Regions from separate parts of the Gossypium hirsutum genome. Here regions 2 and 3 are each linked to region 1. The links are chromatin contacts, called in public Hi-C maps. All regions are on one chromosome and are shown on one strand. Each heading gives the region's core, a stretch centred on a gene start, on an enhancer-like site or on the middle of the called end of the contact. The rest is flanking DNA. Distances are from core to core; before and after follow the strand shown. Region 1 holds the start of LOC107957550 (bZIP transcription factor 23). Region 2 holds the start of LOC107944781 (putative receptor protein kinase ZmPK1). Region 3 holds the start of LOC121202798 (probable WRKY transcription factor 7).

Region 1 (4,219 bases), core at 941-3,440:
TTAATATGAATCAATGATAACTATACCCTTCCAAAAAAAAATGGTAACAATAATTACAAGATATAATAAATTTTTGTATTATAAAAAATTCTAAAGTTTAACCTCAAAATTTTTGCCTCATAAATAAAATTATTTTCTTTATTGGATAAATATAATATTGGCTGTATCAATTATAAAAACATATTTACCTACATTGGTGCTCTAATCACTTTTTTAGTTCATCCATTTTGTATACTTCGTAGGCAATGAAAATTATATGTCACAAAATTTAAAAAGTTAAATGATTTCAATTAATTATATTTCGAAAATATGATTAAATTTATCACACAAATTTAAAAAATTAAAAATATAAAATTACCATCATTAAAAATCGTAATTAAATTTTATTTTAATTAATATTTATCTTTATACTTCGAAAATAGGATTAAATTTATCACACAATTTTAAAAAATTAAAATGTAAAATTACCATCTTACTATTAATAATATTAAAAATTGCCACTAAATTTTATTTCCATTAATATTTGTCTTTATATTTCGAAAATATAATTAAATTTGTCACAATTTTATATTATTTCGATTAATATTTGTCACTAACTATCTACAGATCAAAAGTCCATCTGATGAAATAAAGAATCTTTACTTTATTTGAAATTTTTATGTATACTTAGGACTTTTTTAATATTTATTTTATAATTTAATAAATTAGAGGTATGATATAATCACCTTTGTTTATTATATGATTATCTCTTTATTTATTTCATGTTAGAATACTAAATTTAATTTTTATTATTTTTATGAATATACAATTAATTTAATAATTAAAATATATCTAGATTTAAATAAAAATAAATTTAGATATAACATATATATACAATGATACTTAATCAAGTAAATCTAATTAAAATTTTATAAATAATTTTTGAAAGATAAAATTCTACAAATCTCTTATAAAAGTTTTATAAGTATAATACAATAAAAATATAAATAAATGTCTCTAATTAAATCTGAGCTGGATTATTATTATTCACATCGACATATATTTGGTATAGTAAATCTCGAATAAGAGTATTTAGGACCAAATACTCCATCTTTACTGACTTAAAGACGAGTACACAAATCAATCAAACATTGTTTTTTAGACCAAAATACCCCTATGTCAGTGCGAGCTCCATCGAGGCTTTGCATTTATCTCTCGTCACTATCCAAGTGATCCAACCAATTCTGCCACTACACTACATCCAAATTCCAAAACCATAAAATTCACACCATCACCACCGTTTCTTAGTCGCGACGTGGGCGGTCTAGATCCTCCCACTTTTCACATTTCCAATTGTTAGTCTTTACCCTATCCTATTGATTCACGTTTCGGTATCCGGTTGGCCCACAGAACATTATTAAAAGGAATTGTATTTAATGTCTTAAAAAAATAAAAGACAAGGGACACCTGGCAGTCGCTAAGAACCAGAAATGCAAAAAAGAAAAAAAATAAGAAGGTTTAATTATAGTAGAGGTCACCCAACTATAGTTTTTTCTTTTCTAGTCATCTAACTATGAAAAGTTACAAAATGATCATTTAACAATTCAATTTTGTATTTTTTTTGTCACCAGCAGGCTAACATCAAAATGGAAACATCTGAAAATCCAAAATAGTTGGGTGATAGAAAAAAAGACAAAATCGAATAGTTGAGTGATCATATTATAACTTTTTGTAGTTGGTTGAGAAAAAAACCATAGTTGAGTGGCTATTAATGTAGTTTACCCAAAATAGAATGCTCATTGTTTTGTTTTTACTTTGGCTAGAATATTTTGTTAGTCCCTGGACTTGTATAGAATTTGAATTTAGGCCTTATACTTTAAAAGTTAAAAATTCAATCCTCTTACTTTTTCAATTTAAAAATTTTTGTCCAATCATTACCATCGTTAGTAGTTTCTGTCAAAATTTACCAGCTTACCATTTTTATTTCCTGTCGATCAAAATTTCAAGTTGACAAATTTGGATGATTTTAGTGACTAGGCTGATATTTTTAAATAAAAAAATAGGAGGACTTGATTTTTTTTACTTTTTAAGTACAAAGACTAAATCTGAAATTTAGTCAAAGTACAAGAACTAATAGCACATTTTAGCCTTTTTACTTTTAATTAATCGACCGATTTGTACTATTTACACTTTTTCTATTTTGGGTTTGGTGGGGTTCTGATATTTTTATGTTTTCTTTCAATTATTTGGTACGTTAAATTTGGATTTATTTTTTTCTTTTCCGAATTAAAACGCTGATGTTTTCGTTAAGCTCAGATCTTCAACTTTGTGATTGTTGAAAGACATCAAAATTTCTGATTTTACCATTACTTGAAGTTGATCTTTGTATTGCTCTTCTATTTTCTTTCTTTTTTTTTTAATATGAATATGAATATTAATATGATATTTTGGGTTTTATTGAAAAGTTTCCAAATATAGAAAAAGTAAGGAGCTTGATTTTATATGGTAATTTTCCAAATATTCATCTAGATACCATTTTGTCGACACTATTTTATCCAGATTTTATTAGGGACTAACATGATCTTCAAGAACTTTGGAAGTAACCAACCGCCGTCAGGTGATGGCGGCGGTGGTAATAAACCGCCTGGGAATTATCCGATAAGTAGACAGCCATCGGTCTATTCTCTAACCTTTGATGAGTTTCAAAGCACAATGGGTGGAATAGGCAAAGATTTCGGGTCGATGAACATGGATGAGCTGTTAAAGAACATTTGGAGTGCTGAAGAAACTCAAACAATGGCTTCTCCCGGTGTTGGCCTAGTGGGAAATGGAGGGTTACAAAGGCAAGGGTCTTTGACTTTGCCCAGGACACTTAGCCACAAAACTGTTGATGAAGTTTGGAGAGAGATCTCAAATGAGTTTTCTATAGGGACTGAAGCCACTGATAATATGCCACAAAGACAGCAAACCTTAAAGGAGATTACTTTAGAGGAGTTTTTGGTCAGAGCCGGTGTGGTAAGAGAGGATAACATCCAATTTTCTGGGAAGGACAATAATGTTAATGGCGGCTTCTTTGGGGAATTACCGCAAGCAGGGAGTAATACCAGTGGGTTTGGGATTGGGTTTCAACAAGGTGGAAGAGGTCCAAATTTGATGGGGAATAGGCTACCTGATGGTGGTAATCAAAATGGTATTCAAGCTTCCGATTTGCCTATGAATTTTAATGGAGTTAGATCCAATCAGCACCACTTAACTCAGCTTCAGCAGCAACCATTATGTCCTAAGCAACCTGGTGTGGAATATGGAGCTCAGATGGGTTTGCAAAGTGGTGGTCAGTTGGGGAGTCCTGGAATTAGGTGTGGTCAGGGACTATATAATGGCTTGATCCATGGTGGTGGGATGAGTATGGTTGGTTTAAGATCACCTGCTAACCACCTTTCATCAGATGGGATTGGGAAGAGTAGTGGAGATAGTTCCTCAGTTTCACCCGTTCCTTATGTGTTTAATGGAAGTTTGAGGGGTAGGAAAAGCAGTGCTGTGGAAAAGGTTGCTGAGAGGAGGCAGAGAAGAATGATAAAGAACCGAGAATCCGCTGCAAGATCACGAGCTCGCAAGCAGGTCATTATGTTTTTTCATTTCATCTAACCTTTCCATCTTCATAGCTCTTTAGTTCATCTTAGAGTAAAGGTAGATACTTTGGAATATGATTGTTACCAGTCTATTGCTTCGACAATGTTTCCCGCATATGGATCCTGTAACTGAGTGACAATTTTACTATACTTTAGAATGCTCAATTGATATCTCTAAGATTTTCAACTCTGCTTTTTAAACACTTCATCTTTGTAACGTGTTTTACTAGCCATTGACCATCTTTGTAACAAGGTAATGGAGCATTCTAACATATAAGAATCAATGAAACTGTTTATTAAGGTTAACATCCTTGACCTTGTTGGTTTTGTTATAATGAATTAACTATAGCGAATCAAAACAATCTTATCCTATGGTTTGTCTCAAATACTTGCATTGAAGTTTCCTACGGATTTTGCCTTCATTGCTTCTCAACTAGGCTTATACAACGGAGTTGGAAGCAGAAGTTGCTAAGCTGAAAGAGGAGAACCAAGAATTGCAGAAGAAACATGTATGTTCTTTCCCTTCTTTGTTAAAGTGCACTCGATTCTTGGTATTAACATTCTCATTAACTGTTCTCCGCTGCTGCAGGATCACATCATAAAAATACAGA
Region 2 (4,219 bases), core at 439-2,938, 250 kb after region 1:
CATCGGGACTTTCCCCTGTTCTGTACAAGAAAACGAACACCAGAAAGACGCACATCAACTCAAGCAATCCAATTATAGAAGCGCACCAAATCAAAATATTTAATGTTTCATATCCTGTTTTCTTAAGATAAAGTCTGTCTAATTGTCTTGTCTGCTTGTTGGAGCAATTTAATTTGAATTCCCGAACAGGTTTGTTGTTGTAAGGGAATGATTTGGGGAGTTTCAAGTAAAGGGTTCCACTGTAGCTATTGTAACGATGACCATTGCGCAATTCCCATTTTGAATAACAGCGATAGGCACCATCTTCTGGGAAATATCTATATTGAAAAGCTTTACAACATGAATCCAAGCAAACTCGGAGGCACTCCTGGAAGGTGTAATTCCGGAGGTTGTCGTAATGGTAGCCAAAAAAGTTAACATGACGAAGTTGAACAAAGTTGACATCATCATTACATGAAAGCTCAAATTCTGGTTCGCACCCATCGTTCCAATCCGCATGGTTTTTCATCTTGAACCCTGGGGGACAACCACACTTCGGACCCCAACCTGGATCATAGCTACATATACTATTTGGTCCACAGGCTCCATGAATCCTACAGGAGTTAGACATAGCTTGCCATGTCACAAACCAAACCCCCTGTTCTTCGAGACTGTATAATCTAAGGTTACCATCAAAATCAAGGGTTAATCTTCTCCAAGGTCCAATACCAAAATCAGTTGATCTGAACTCCATTTTGTCAGAAGATGTAAAATAGCCTGAAGAATCCAACACTGCGGTTCTGCTATAATTGTATCTAGTTCTACCTTGGTGGTAGTCCAAGATGGTTGAATCCGGCCAGTAGATGCTGGATGTGTCGGAACCATTCAAGACAAGACGAAGAACATTATCATCGTCAAACAACAACCTGTATTTTCCTGAAGAATGGTTAGTTCGGCTTCGTGCTGATACTAGCCTTTTGTGTTGATTGAGGGGTTGTCCAGGGAGAAGCGTATCAGTTGGTGAATCAAAGCTTTGCCAAAGAGTAAGATTGTCTCGAGTTTGGAGAACGAGATTACCTGAATCAAGGAGATTCAACTGCGACCAAGAGCCATCTTTAACTGACTTATTGATCGTCCAGATTACGGGTTCGGCATCGGTTATGATGATTTCATTGGTTTCGAGTATGGACAGCTTTGATCGCTTTCCATTAACAGGCACATCCCGGTTTGCCATCCAAACTAGAGTGTGACTACCGTCATGGCAAGGCTTGGTGAACCAGATGGAGAAGCAATAAGCGTTTTGGCCGACGGGGTAAAAGCCAGCGGAGAACATGCCGTTAGACGATATCAAAACATCACCTGGATTCTCCACAGACAGAGACGAACCTTGGCTTAGATATGGAACGGCTGACGATGTTAACCCGAGGAACAGGAACAATATGATAAGCATGGATTTAAAACACTTGGTGGCCATGAATATTTCTTGGGCTGCAAAATTCATGTCATGGACCCAATATTCTCTTCACCAACTTCAGCTCTTTGCACCAATTTACCTGCATCTTCTCAACTTTACCATCGGGAAATCAACTTGTTTGTACCATTTCATTCTCTTCCAAATTCGATCACTAGCAGTGTTTCTTATCAATTCAAAGCCGCGTGTTTTAGGAAAGCTTGGTAGTTGCCCTTTGACATTTCTTGATAACTTTTTAGCTGTGGAAATTTCACATAATTTGTTGTAAAAACGTGAATGCAAGAACTTTCAAGTGTCATTAGTCAATGTCAGAATGTTTCTCATTTTTACGTTTGGTACTGACGATGTTATGTGTTGTTTTCCGGTATTTGGCACTTAAATTTATTTATTACCTTTTTAGAAAATAATACGTGAAATTGAGTGGAGACGAATAACCATACGCACCCACCCCTTTTCCATCCCCTTAAGACAAAGAGAATAGAGTGTGTTTCATTGAAAATCAATCATCCTGACTTTTACACTTCCAAAAGTCTTCATGCACCATTCACAATGTCTTGCAAAATTACCACGCCGACAGGTCTCTGCTATCTGTACCCATACTTCACTCAATTCTCAATTTAACTGGTTCAAATAATTTTGTTTATATATAAAATATATTATTTAATTAGAGGTAATCATTTGATCGAATCAAGTAAAAAGTTTTCGAGTTAATCGAGTTTAAAAATCTTATTTTATCATTCTAGTTCAATTTGACATTTTTTCGAATTGAGTCAAATTTAATGAAATTCGAGTCAAGTCGAATCGAATCGAGTTAAATTATTTGAGTTAAATTAAAAAACTAAACATGCCAAATTAAAATATTGTTACAGTATAACTAATTCCATATTAGAGTACATAAATTTAAAATTATATATATTTGAAAACATTTTTCAAAGCAAAATAACAAGAAATTAAGATACTTTAATCTTATAAACTTGTACAATTAATTAATTAATTAATTAATTAATTTAGATCTCTAAAATTATTATTTTAATTTTTTTATAAATTTTCTAGAATTCTTATAATTTTATAAAAAATATATATATATTTTGAAAATTTTACAAATATTTTGAATTTTTTTTTTGTAATTTTTGTTGAGAGATAGACTAATTTGTTCATTTTTAAATTTGACTGAGACCAAAAGAGTATTTACACCAATTTGTTATTCGAATTATTTGAACTGTAAATTTCAACTCGACTTGAACTCGAAACTCGAATCGAGTTATTCAAATTGACTCAAATAATTTGAATAACTCGATTCAATTAACTTGAAATCCAATTTTTTTTCGAATTAAATCAAGTTTTTCCTACATCTACATTTAACTGATGTCACAAATTAACATAACAGTTGATAAAGAGTTGAATATTAAGATAATGGTGTTTTGGTCTTTATTAGTTTTATATGAAATATTTAAATAAAATAACTAAACATACAATTTTTAAGGATTAAACCCAAGCTTAAAGAATGTTTAACCATAAACACTTTGCCATTTCACGTATAACTCAATTATTTATTTTTATATAAATCTAGTATAAATATATTTAAGATTTTAACTAAATTAGTGTTACTTATCAACCGGTCTCAATCAAGTCTAAAATTATTAAAACTTCATTTATTTTAATAAAATTTCATATAAAATATAAAAAAATATTAAGATTGGAAATATTTGACATTTCAATTTTATCATTTCAATAAAAATTATATTTAATTATTATATTAATTCTTTAAAAATTATAATAAACAAATCTCACCTACATAATGGACGTACTACAGTACCATAATCTAGTATATTCAAGTTTTATCTATTTTTTATTTACCATACAACCACTTGTTATAATCTCAATCATGCTCGTAAACATTTTAAATTGTTGTGTAGTTTTTCATATGTATATATATAATTATTTTGTTCCCTACAAAGAAAAAAAAACTACATAGAGAGATTAAGACATTGATACGTGTCCTTATAACATATTTATGATTTTTTTTTTATTTCATTAATGATAGAAGAATTAATAATATTTATATTTATATAGTTAACATATATCCTTTTATGTTAAAAAAAGACCAATTAAGACATTTAACTAATCACAAATTGTTACGTATGATGTAATAACATCACAATATGTCATTATTAGAAATAAAAATAATTTTTTAAAAAGAAAAAAATACAAAAAGAAAAAGTAATTATAAAAACCAAATACATTTAGAAAAATCATTAATTTTTTTAAAAATTTATTAAAATCTTCTAAAATGATAGAAAGTTAATTATAAACAATATTACAATATTTTAAAATAGTTGCAAGCTTCTTAGAATTGTTATCTTTATAATGTTATCTATACATAAAATCCAAAAAGAAATTGGGCAAAAATCAATCCCACTGTTGTTGGGCTTTGTTATATTAATTTTTTTTATTTTTAATAATTGCTAATAATTGATTGAACACAGTTTATGATTGGTTAGAAGTTTCAATCAATTTTTTTTTATGTCCAAAACATTTCATCAATAAAAAAGTTAGGAATTAAAAAAAATTAATGACTAAAATGAGAGAACGACATATTTTTTTATTTAAGATTATAAAATATCATGTAATTAAATTGAATCTTGATTATTTTTAAGTTGAGTTGAATGAGATATCAAAAGAAGAAATAAGTATTTAAGATATCAAATTCTTTACCACTTTTCTCATTGGATGGTTTAATTTGAATGACAGAATGTTTATGTTTTGATT
Region 3 (4,219 bases), core at 971-3,470, 140 kb after region 1:
TTGTGCGTTTTTTACTTTACAACGATGGCGATGGCGATGGCCAGCAAGCGACATTACTAAAGAATTAAAACGCATGAAAATGATAAACCATTGTTCTCCACATTACCAAGCATGCATAAAACTAATGAAGTGTTTTTCTAGCTTTTAATGGGAACTTCAGATAAATAAAGAAAAAAAGAAAAATAGAGTGTTTTCTCTTTTTTTGATAAAGAGATTTTATTCTCTTTTAATTTTTAAAATGACTAATAAATTCAAAACCGGGGGTCAACCATCAAACACCCACTTTTTTTTTCTTTTTTTTTGGCCTTGAATTATAAATTTATATATCAAAATTCAGAGGTTTAGTGGACAATGGAACAAATTAATGTAAAGTAAAAGCATCCTGGATGAGATCCATCAACATATAATATAATATTAAAGTTGTGATAATTGGGTATAAGAACATTTAAAAAAAATGAAAGAAACCCCCCACTAGAAATCCCACTAAATCCACTAATCTCCTATTCTATGCCCGTTTTCCCTCTTTTTAACTAACCAAAGTACAGAATAAGGAAGCCTATATTGTCTTTTTCAAGAGCTAACATACCAACTAATGAAAGCCCTTGGTTGAATTTGGAGACCATTAAGATGATTCCAGGATCAAAGCAGGTGAGACATCGGTGCTGTTATGGCTATGATTGTGGTCAGCTTCATATGTTACAATCAGCATCATCGGTTCATCTAGAGCTCGCTCTACATGTTTCCTGGCAGGGCAGCCTTTGACGCTGCTGCATCTGTAATACCCCCTGAAAATTGCCCCAAACAAACGTGTTAGGAAAAGTCGGGTTTGGTCCGAGTTAAGTGGACTCGCGCAAGCTTTACAGATGAATTTAACTCAGTAGACGATTCAATCTAAAATACATAATAAAGCCAATGACAATTGCTGTTGAAAACAAATTTCTTTAAATATGCAAACTTGAATTATTGTCCTTTTGAGGCGTTTAATCAAACAGGTAACGGGTGGATTGACTGGTAAAGAGACGCACATGAAAGGCAAAAACCAAGCTAATAATCTTTACGAACCTTGGATGAGGGGACCCCTTGATTGGTTTCTGCCCATATTTTCTCCATGAATATTCATCAGGAGGAATATCAGCCGTCTTGTTGCTAATAGCTGGAACTCTAATGACCTTCTTCAATTTTGATTTCCTAATAAAAGTTCAATCAAAAGGTTCAGACTTTCAGAATAAAATCAATTAAACGATCCAAATTGTATGAATGACCCAGAAAATCTAAGAAACCAACCTTTTCTTGGAGCAATGGCAACGGCGAGAGAATGAACCATATTTAAGAGCAGCACCATCCAATGAATTGCACTTCCTTTTCAAAGAGGAAAACAATGGAGGTTTGCCAGAAGAAGGGACGTGAGAAGGACTAGTAAATTGGAAACCGGATGGCTGAAAGCTATCAGTATTTCCTGTTGAGGAAGAAATAAATGAATTCCCAGCAGACAAAGTACGCGAAGATGAGAAATTTATGGTACTAGGCGATTCGTTTCTTTCCAAAACACCAATCTTTGCTATCAAAGGAGGACTTCTTTTACTCTGGGGGCGACTATGAGGCAAAGGAGGCAACCTATAACTTGGGGTCAAACAAAAAGGCTTAAAAGCAGACACTTGATCTTTGGTTACTTGAAAAGAAGAAGACGCTGTCTCTGGCTCTTGAATCTTCTTCGAAGCTTGTTCTGTATCTTGGTTTGGGTGAAGAACAGGGGCTCGTCTAAATCGAGCATGGCCGATTCTCGGTCGATCCAATAAAGAAATAACCTCTTTGAAAGAGTTAACAGTCTTATCTGTAACAGCTTGGATATCCATGGCTGACTCTGCTGAACCTGATGGAGCAGCAGTTTTAATAGAAACATCTGGATTGAAAAGCTCTTGATTTTTAGACATCAACGTTATCAATTCTTCAACACCCTGAATCCCAGAATTTGCAGCTTCTTTCAAAGCAGTTTCCGCCACTTTTCTTGCAAAACTACCACCACCATCACCGCCGTATACCATCTTCAATTCCACGGTCATCTTTGTTCATCAAACGAAAAAAGAAAACCCAAACCCACCAAAAGTCTGATAACCCGAAGAAGAATCAAACCAGTTTTATAGATTTACAGAAAACCAAGGTTTGATATATTTAGGATAGGAGAGGGAAAATGAATTGAAATAATAATGTCAAAATGATGAAAGTAATAAGAAGAAAAGCTCAAAAGAGAAGAGAGTCAAACTTAATGCCTTCCGTTACATATTACCGTCGAACTCATCACCCAATCATTTCATTCCACGTATTAAAATTGCTGTCGGCACCTTGACCAACTTGGGTCCCATCACAACGGGAATTTTAATTTTAAAAGTCAAAGGGCGATGAATGACCGTTGGATGAGATGACCAGGTGAAATTGGGAATTCTATTTTGGTTGGAGACAGTGAGGCAGTGGAGTTGACTTTTAACAGCTTTAATTAAAGAACTAACATAAAAAGTCGTTCGTGGGACCATTTTTACCGGAAACTGGAAGAAACGTCAAACTTTCGTCCCACAAAGTCATATGGGATTCTTTCAAAGTGGGGCCATTGCTGCCCTTCGATTTAGCATCATATAACTGTTTATAAAGATTGGTCTTTTTCTTTTCTCATCATCATTTGAGCTCAACTTTGACAAATGATTTTTTTTTTCTGGAATATATCTTTTGGAAAGTCCTAATCAAATTTAAATAAATATAACACGTTTAGCAATTAAATTAAGTCAATGTTGACAGGCACGTCCATTGGAAAAACCTTTCTTTTTCTAAAATTAAAATAAAATCATATCAATGGCTGAAAAAAAAGTTCATTTTGAATAAGGTATTCTCAAACTTTATTAAAAAAATTATTTTAGCTTTTTATTTAATTTTTCATCTCTTTTAATTCTTTAATTTGCGTTTTTATCAAATCATCTTAAAATAGATGAAAAAATTGAGATTCTTTAATTTTGTTGACGTGATATATATATGGATTGTCAAGTAAATGATATGTCAACATCTAATTAATTTTTTTAAAATATTAAAATATATTTTTTGTAATTCTTAGACTTTTTAAATAATTTTAATGATTTTTATTTTTTAAAAATAGTTTATATTTTTTTGAATTTTTAAATTTTAAAAAATTAATTAAATATTGACGTGTCAACCATATGGAAACCAACGTCAACAAAGTTAAAAAAAACCTTAACTTCTCCATTCATTTTGGGGTGTTTTGAAAAAAAAAAACAAGTTTAAGGACTAAAAAAGAAGAAAATTTTAATGAAGGGTTAAAATAATTTTTTTATAAACCAAATAAATCATTATGCTTTTGAATAATGATATGCTAAGATGTTCATGAGAACTTTTGTTCTTAAATTAAATAAAGTTTAATTTACACAATTAGTAAAAAGTATCATGGTTAACACAATTTTTGTTAACACCCCACATCTGACCCAGTCACTATATACAAATTTATAACGTCACATTACATTATCGAAGCAACTCAAGATAACTTTCTTCTTAATCACATTATTCAATGCACAAATATCGTTCAAATAGATTCAATCATCCATTTTAACCACAAACTTACATTTATAGTGTTTAATAATCTAATTCATCAAGTTATGAGTGTAACAATTCGATTTTCAATGATATCGAAAATGGTAGTTTTAAAATCTCATTTTCGATACCAGAGTTTGTAAATATAATCATTTAATTTTTACGAGGTTAGTATAAATGTTAATTAAAGTTTAGCTCCTCGATTTTGTCAAATTAATAGTTAACTAAGGTATAAATATTAAATTATAAAAATAGTAAAAATTAATCACTATAAATTTTTAATTAACCGAATGACCAATTAAGTAATTGAATCATTAATGTATAGCCAAATGGTGGTGGAGGCCAGTTATAATCCACCAAATTGGTTAATTACGCTTAATGTTAATTAAGTAAAGGTTAATTAAATTAATTAAAGATTAATCTAATTATATTAAAAGACAAAATTTAATGAAAACAAAACATTTTTCCTATTCATCTTCTTAGCAAAAAGAGAGAATATGGTTTGGAAGCTTCAATCTTTCGGTCTTGATTTGGTATGTTAAATTTAGTCTTTTCTTTATAATTTTTATATTTCTGAGATCGTGGGAACTTGATTTAACTAGTCTATGTACCAATTTATAAAACTGTTAAA

The links. Hi-C and Micro-C count contacts between places; a contact is called where the count stands out from the background.
Region 2: a Hi-C map of leaf shows a contact between it and region 1, with 1.8 times the contacts expected there. The contact joins the promoter of LOC107944781 here to the promoter of LOC107957550 in region 1. A contact is called at or near these places in 2 of 34 Hi-C or Micro-C datasets (both in leaf).
Region 3: a Hi-C map of leaf shows a contact between it and region 1, with 4 times the contacts expected there. The contact joins the promoter of LOC121202798 here to the promoter of LOC107957550 in region 1. A contact is called at or near these places in 5 of 34 Hi-C or Micro-C datasets (callus, leaf and petal).

What each region holds. Positions count from the first base shown.
Region 1 is chrA05:29,252,608-29,256,826 of Gossypium_hirsutum_v2.1, forward strand. LOC107957550 (bZIP transcription factor 23) reads left to right here and starts at 2,191. Exons shown (of 4, transcript XM_016893082.2): 1 at 2,191-3,597; 2 at 4,046-4,117; 3 at 4,198-4,219. The coding sequence starts at 2,557.
Region 2 is chrA05:29,507,043-29,511,261 of Gossypium_hirsutum_v2.1, forward strand. LOC107944781 (putative receptor protein kinase ZmPK1) reads right to left here and starts at 1,689. Exons shown (of 1, transcript XM_016878608.2): 1 at 1-1,689. The coding sequence starts at 1,480.
Region 3 is chrA05:29,394,427-29,398,645 of Gossypium_hirsutum_v2.1, forward strand. LOC121202798 (probable WRKY transcription factor 7) reads right to left here and starts at 2,221. Exons shown (of 3, transcript XM_041112137.1): 1 at 1,285-2,221; 2 at 1,063-1,188; 3 at 341-785. The coding sequence starts at 2,060. The coding sequence ends at 623.